Linked DNA regions of Gossypium arboreum: region 1 is linked to region 2. The links are chromatin contacts, called in public Hi-C maps. All regions are on one chromosome and are shown on one strand. Each heading gives the region's core, a stretch centred on a gene start, on an enhancer-like site or on the middle of the called end of the contact. The rest is flanking DNA. Distances are from core to core; before and after follow the strand shown.

What was found. Hi-C and Micro-C count contacts between places; a contact is called where the count stands out from the background.
Region 1: a Hi-C map of leaf shows a contact between it and region 2, with 2.5 times the contacts expected there. The contact joins the promoter of LOC108450105 here to the promoter of LOC108473033 in region 2. A contact is called at or near these places in 2 of 5 Hi-C or Micro-C datasets (both in leaf).

Annotation. Positions count from the first base shown.
Region 1 is chr7:92,805,135-92,809,042 of ASM2569848v2, forward strand. It overlaps LOC108450105, which reads left to right and starts at 1,531. Exons shown (of 7, transcript XM_017747574.2): 1 at 1,531-1,708.
Region 2 is chr7:92,660,060-92,664,349 of ASM2569848v2, forward strand. It overlaps LOC108473033, which reads left to right and starts at 2,112. Exons shown (of 3, transcript XM_053031246.1): 1 at 2,112-2,663; 2 at 2,787-4,290. The coding sequence starts at 2,361. It overlaps LOC108455106, which reads right to left and starts at 1,253. Exons shown (of 3, transcript XM_017753717.2): 1 at 784-1,253; 2 at 540-563. The coding sequence starts at 976.

The DNA.
Region 1 (3,908 bases), core at 281-2,780, 140 kb after region 2:
AAAATTATAAAGATATAAGCTAATACAATGATGAAATTGCATTTAAATTTTCATAAAAATACATAACTCAAATTCCTCCCCAAAAATAATTTTCGACTTCACCCTAGTTGAAAGGATTGCAATGTGATTTTTTCTAGCAAGTAAAATCACTAATACAAGTAATAAATAATACACGTTCAAATAACTACAATTATATTTAAGCATTATAAAACGCAACAGACTAAAAAATGAAATATCTTTCGAGTTGGAGTAAATCTAGAGAGAGCCTAGGGGCGTAGATAAAAGGGTAGACAGTGGACTGGGCCCCTAAAAATATTCACGAATAATTAAGAGAAATAAATAAATAAATATTTTTTTGAACATAATAAATAAATATTTTTTTAAAGTTGTGAATGATTAACTTAACATTTAATATCAAATTATTTATCATCTCATTTGTGATTTAATCGAGTAAATTAGATCTTTTTTATTTACTTTTATACGAGTGTAGTATCACGATTTTTAATTTTTTTTATATAATTTTTAGAATTACCCATAGTCTCTCCGAACCATTAAATAAGAAAATAATACATTTCAGCGCACTTGAACCTACGTCCTTTTACACTGACAATAATACCTATACCAACTACGCTTAGACTCATTCCACAATAAATTGGATGTTCTTAACACAAAAGAAAGTACAAACTAATAAATAATGAATTAATAATGGTGATATTTTTTATTGGATTTTTGAGATTTACTAGAACCACATTAGCTAATGGTATTATGTGCTGTGGTTCTCACCTTAAATGCACTAACATTATTTGCTTAATTCCAAGGTAATTAGATTTTTGTTAACAACTACAAAATCTAAAAAAATCAAGATAGTTATAATTATATCTTTTAAACTAATATTATATCTAAAAATCAAGGTAATCATATTATTTTATCAAGATATAACATTATTCTGTTTTGTGATTGGATAATTATAATATGATAAAATAAATAATAGTTTAAAAGAAAATTTTAATAATTTAGAAAATAATTATAACATACTAAAGAAAAAAAGTTAAATAAATTGGTTATATTTTATTTATTAGGAAAAACCGTTTTTAAGAAACAATACAAATAATACATGTTCAAACAATTAGCACTAGAATTAATCATTAAAAAATAAAACTGGGCTTGTAATCAAAATACTCGAACCTATCAATTAATATAGAGTGATTAAACTCGATGGTTGAATTGAATTATTTTAAATATTTTTTGAATTTTTAATAAATTATTTAATCAAACTGAATGAATTATTGAATTAACGAATCGGTGGTTTGATGAATTCGATCATCGGTTCGGTTCTGAAAACTTTAAACCAAAAAAAATTAAATAAAAATTCTATGACATCAAATTATGTAAAAAATATTTAATTGAAAAAAATCAATATGGTATGAAAAGTAATTAAGAAGAAATCTATGGGTGATATATTATGTAAACGGCAGCGTTCCGACCCAGGTATTGTGGCATTGGCTGTTAAAAGTGTGGCCCACGTACGCTCTCACTTTATATACCAAAGATTCTCGCAAAATTTTCATCGAACGCCATCATTCTTCACCTTCTTTTTATTTCAGAAAAATAATTTCAAATTTTTTCAAAAAAAGAATTCGCCATTTTTAGCAAATCGAAATTGAAGAATCACAGCAAAGCAAAGCAAATCCGGTAATTTTCTCAACAGGCAAGAAGATCAAATCTCTTTTTTAATCCTTCTTGCATGTATATATATCGATGCAGTATTACTTGTTACTGAATTTTTTGAATTTTGTGTTGTGGCTATGGAATTTATATGCGTTTCGAACTTTTTAGGTAGGTATTTTGGTTGATGATTTTTTTTCTATCAAAATAGCGACTGTTTTTAATCCTTCTTGTATGTATATATATATCGATATAGTATCACTTGTTATTGAGTTTTTTTGCTTTCGAATTTTGTGTTGTGGCTACGGAATTTATTTGCGTTTTGAACTCTTTAGATCGGTATTTGGTTGATTTTATTTTCTATTTACTTGCTGGATTCGAGAAAGTGGAAAGAAAATATCGAAATAGCGACTGTTTTTAATCCTGCTTGCATGTATATATATCTATATAGTATCACTTCTTACCGAGGTTTTTGAATTTTGTGTTGTGGCTATGGATTTTATCTGTGTTTTGAACTTTTTAGATCGGTATTTAGTTGATGATTTTATTTTCTCTCCACTGGATTTGAGAAAGTGGAAAGAAAAGATCGAAATAGTGACTGTTTTCATAGTTTCTTTTTGACTGTTAATTTTTGATCTTCACAAGATGATCGTCGTTGATCATTATCGCCGATTGCATCTATTTTGATCACTGTTTTTGTTTGCTGCTGTAATTTAATTAAATGAAATCTACAAATCGATGTTTAGTATAGTATTTTTATGTAAAATTATACACTGTTTTTTAGCTCCTTTTTTTCAGTGTGGCTTTGTTAGGTTAAAAGTCTTTTAGATCTCAAGGTATCTGTAACGTATAGAATTCCTCTTAGTTGTCCAATTTTTCTTTTTAATTTTTAATAAAAAATTAATAATATTAAAACTCCACTTATAAACAACTCCTTGTGTTGGTTGGTTGGTAGAAGATAAAAAACCCAAAAAGAAATAAAAGAAAGTCATTACTCTTTTAAAAATACATCTAATATTATTTTATTATATAATTTGATATTTTATATATTTTAAATTAGTTTGCTATTAGTTTAAAACTTAATCAAAGATATTGTAATTATACACTATAACGAAAATATCCTTAAACAGCATATCTTTCATAGAATAAAAAAAATATGCAGAATAATATTCAAAGCTAAACCTTTATAGTTTTTAAGGTACTTCACTATTTATCGAAAACTTTATTTGTTATTTATATTTTTTATAAATATATTTATCATTAAATTCTGTTTTATCATAATTTAATTTTTAAAATATTAATGTTAAAATTTGAAACTTTACGAGCTTAGGTTATCATTAGTGATAATTAAGATTTACTAATTATCATCCAAAAATTGGAAAGGAGGCAATAGGGTGAATGATGAGAGAGGTTTTCCTAGAATTACAATTTTTCTGTCTCGCCTTTATATAAAAAATATTTATTTTTCTAATTAAGGTAAAATTTTAGAAAATCTATTATTGATGTAAAATTTGATTTTATTGAGAAGTGGGAATTTAGATGGGGTCCCACAAACTTATTTCATCTCACATGATTGGTGCAATGAAAACAAAATCATCTGTCTATGCGTTGGAAAGTTACAAATGAATACAATAAAACAAAAATAAAAACGATTATTAGAAGACAAAGAGAAAGAAAAAAACCATTTTTACGTTAATTTTAGCCAGCTAGGATCTCGGGCCATTGAAATTCTTAATTGTCCTTTTAATCCATTTATATTTAGAAAAAAAAATTTAATTGCTGATATTATTTTTCGAAGATTGAAATCCACCTTGCTAAAACTACAAACGACATGCATTTTATCTTTCAGCATGTAATTCACATAAAATGTCATGACTTAATTTGAATAACTGCTCTCTTAATTTTTTAGCCATTTGGTATTTGGTATTTGAGTTTGATATTTTCTTTACATTATAGTATTTTATTTATTTCAATATGTTATCTGTATTTGGAAAATAAATACATTTTAGTACCTACAAGTAATAGCATTAATTTTTAGTGTTTAATTTGGGTTTAGATGGTTGATTTGATGAAAGTTAATTGCTAATATTATTAGGTTTAAATTTTAATAATTTTGTTAATAAAATAAATCTAGTGTTAAATTTAAATTTGTTTATTTTTGTATTTAATTTGTCAAATTATTGATTTTTCGGTTTTAAGGTTGGTTTGATTAAAGTTAATTACTAATACTATTAATTAATTTA
Region 2 (4,290 bases), core at 862-3,361:
CAATCACATCAAAGGAAAAAAAATGCAAGTGGCAAGAAATTTGATGTTCATTTAAGAAAAGCTTTCAACTTAAAACTTATGAATTAAAAAACAAAACAGCTACGTGAGAGTTTGCCCTTGAAATGGGGTCTGATTAGAATGGAAATGAGATATTGGTGCTAATAAGTTATTCAAGTTCAACTTCAGAAAAAACTAAGAACTCAATTTGGTAATTATCAAGCTGAACTTGAGTTATCATCAATGAAATCAAATTTGAGCTAGTAATGCTGAGAGCTCTTATCGAGCTAAGAGCTTAATCGAGCTCAAATTTGGACTTGAGTACGAAAATTGATAATCAAACTTAATTATATCTCAAGCAGAGTGCTTGAGCTAAATGTTCAATCAAGTTCAAGCCGAATATCAAACTTTTAACTTTGAATCAAACTTGGGATCGATTTGGCTTGATTACACCCCTAGGTCCGACTCAGTTTGACTTCAACCTAAGCCCTTGTGGCTATATATATATATATATATCCATCATATAGAAAGTGGAAACTAACCTGCAAAGGAAGCATTGCTCAGTCCTGCACAAATTAAAGACAGAAATCACAAAATTAGCATAGATTTGGACCGATAAAAAAAAGAAAATAAACAATAAAATTGCAGAGCAAGTAACACGATGAATGCTAATACAAAACCAATAGCTTGGGAAATTGATGAAATCCAAGATAAGTCAAATAAAAATTGAAAGGAAGAAAAAAAATGGTTGAAGAGACGAGATCGAACCCAGATCTGGAAATATACCTTCAGGGAGTGTGAGAAGTGGCTGAGAAGAACAATCACAAAGACACGGTGGGCAAGTGTTGGAAGTACGGCTGACGGCAGCCAAGCCTTCCATGAGATGCCAGTATAGTGGTGGACCAACTATGTAGCCGAATAAACATAGACCTAGTAAACCTAACCCCATCTTCACCGCTGCCGCATGGTTCATTGTCATCTCTTTTCTGAGAAAGGGACTCTGGTTTTTTTGGGTTCAGTGCGAAATTGAAATGGAGATAGATTTTGGTTAGCTTTTTTTGTATAGATTCAGAGATCGATTTGAGGTTAAGAAAAAAAAGTGGGGAAATGTCAAATCGAAAGTTGATTTGTTTTGAACTTCGATTACTAGTTATTATTCAACGGTGTTTTGACAGTTGTTTTTGTTTTGAAGAAAGTACGAAACTGTTGTGGCTTAAACGCGTAGGGTCATGGCTGGCTTGGGCCCTGCACCGACAAGCCTGTCTTACGGTAAGTAAATACGGCCTTTACCTTGAATATTCGATCCCATTTACTCGAATTTCATCATAAAAAACAAATGTATAATAATTTATTTGATGTTTTAATTTTACAGATAAAATAATTTTAGTTTTTATTATTTTTTCTTTTAATCTTTAAACTAATATTTTTGTCAAAACATTTTGAAATGAATGAAAAAATTAATGTTTATTAATTTTATTCACGTGATAGCGTATGTGTATATCATATAAACAATTAATTAAAATTTTTAAACATTCTAATAAAAATTATAGAATATAATTAAATAAATTTTACAAATTTTATGTTTTTAAATAATTTTAGTAATTTTAATATTTTTAATTTTAAAAATTAATTAATCATTTATGTGGCATACACGTGAATGTCACGTCAGTAAAAGGTAACAGATATTAACTTTTCCATCTATTTTAAAATGATTTGACAAACAACGTAAGTTCAACGATTAAAAAAAGTTAAATGAAGAGATAAAATTATTTTTTAAAGTTAAAGACTTAAATAAATCATTATGCCTATGTTGAACTTAAACCTAAGTATTGATACAAATGTGAAATTAATCGAATAAAAAACTTGAACTACCCTTAACTTTGAAATGACTAATGAGATAAATGACGAGGATTTGATTTTTAGAATTAAGACTAAGTTGATACAATGTATAAATATTAAAGGTTAAAATTATTATTATGTCAATATTAAAAGTTATTATTATTTGCCAGCAGATAGTTGTAACCAAAAAAAAAACTTAAATAATTAAGTGATTATTTTGTATCTTTTCTAAAAAAAAATTTTACTAATCCAATAAAATTAGACTAAAATTTAAAACATAAGATCCAACTCGAAATTGGGCCGTTCCTAGAAACCCCAATACAACCCCAAGACTAGGAAGAAAAAACCTGTTTAGAAAAACGACACCGTACTTTACGAACCAAATCTCCTGCACCACCGGTTCGTTATTCATCGGCTCACCGTTGAAATGAAAAAAAAAAATCGATGCTGATGAGATCAGATATTACGCAACAAAACTGAGAGAACTAGAAGAAGATCGTTAAAAAAAATTCAAAGAAAAAAAAATGGCTATTGAAATCCCTAAAGATTTAATAACCCAACTCCAGATCTCACTTCGCAAGCAAGCCAACGTACCTTCATATGATTCGACCGACCCATCGCTTCCCGGTCTCCCTTTGTTTCACTCGACCAGCGATTCACCTCGCCGCCGTTGCATCCACTGCAAATCTCGTCTCCTCCGAGGCTCCGATTCCATCCTTTGTATTTTCTGCGGCAAACGCCCCACCGAGACACCGCCTCCGCCGATCAAATTCCAGTCTACTTCTGGGTACCGATGGTTCCTTCACTCACTTAACTTGGATGGATCTGTAAGTCACTGTTTTCTGTTATTTTTTTATTTGTTTATGTAATTTAATTGTAATAGAATGATGGGTTTTATTGTTTTAGTTTTTTTGGATTTTCTTTTATTGGGTGAAATTTTGGTATTGTAGGAAAATGTGGGGGAGTCTTTAGATGGGGATGGAAAGGTTAAAGGAAGTGGAGAGGAGTTTGCGTTATCTGATATTTTGGGATTAGAAATAAAGTGGAATGATGTAGAGTTTAAGGGATTTGAATCTGGTTTGAGAAAGAGTAATCCTTTGAATTTGGCTGGATTTGATGTTGAGGATGATTTTTTAGTTGAAAGAAAAGAGGGTTCTGCTTCAATTCCCTCGGAAGGGACATCGGTGGTAAAGAAAGGGACCGGTTTTACTGGAAGTAATGTCCATGAATCGCGTGGTGCTGTTTCTGGTTGGCAGGCTGAATTTCAGTCGGATGATCACGGTGCTATTAGCACCATGTCGTTTGATCCTTTTGCAAGTTCTTCGAAAGGTATTTCTTCCGACATTGATGATGCGGTTGTCGGGCAGGGTACGAATTTATTTGATGGAAAAGATAAAGGCAATCAAACTTCATCGGAATCCAAAACGACTGACTGGTTTCAAGGTGATTTGAAGAGTAATTTCACTTCGGGTGATCAAGCTCAAAGCAGCATCAGCAATACCCTTGGTGAAAGAACTATTAATGACGATGATGATTGGAATGATTTTACGGGTTCCACTAACACACAAGGTTCTTCGGATCAGGATGCCGATGGCTTGAAGTCAATGAATGAAAAAGGTGGTGATTCTTTTTCTGGATTGGAGGCTGGCTCTGAATCTACTATTTTTGAAACTCACCATGAGGTATCCAAATCTTTTGATCATTTTGCAGGTTCTTCTGCCGATCTTTCTACTCACATGGATAGTGTCTTTGGAACAGGAGACTCGTTTCAGGGAAAACCAGTAGATAACACAACTTCATCCCACAGTAGTAATCGGTTTCAGGATGATCTATGGAGTAATTCCACCTCAAAGACGGTTCATCATACTGAGCAATTCGACAAGAATGTGGGTAATAAGGATGGTGAGATATTAGCAAATATAAATAGTGTAACCAATGATGAAGATTCGTTTGGAGCTTGGAATGATTTTAAAAGTTCGAGCATCCTGAATTCTTCAATAAGTTCTTCGAATGAACATGGCATCCATACTAGTACTACTGAAGAAAAGAATAGTGACCCCTTTTCGGGATGGGACACTGACTTCCAATCTGCTAATTCTAAAAATAATCGTGTGGGATCCATAGCATCTGATCCTTTTGCAGGTTCCTCACTTGGTCTATCTGATCACATTGATACGGTTTTTGCATCTGGAAATGATTTATTTGACATGAAAGCAAAAGATAGCTCCAACGCGTCTAATGCAAACAGCTGGCTTCAGGATGATCTATGGAGTAATTCGAGCTCAAAGTTAACTCATCAAGCTGAAAACTTGGGTGCAACTGGTGATATCATGGATTCCGGAAAAGCTAAGAGTGTTCATAATTCTTCCTCCATTGATGTTAACTGGTTTCCAGATGATCAATTGCTAACAGGCAACAAGAAGGCACCTGATGAAAAATCGATTGAGGAAACAG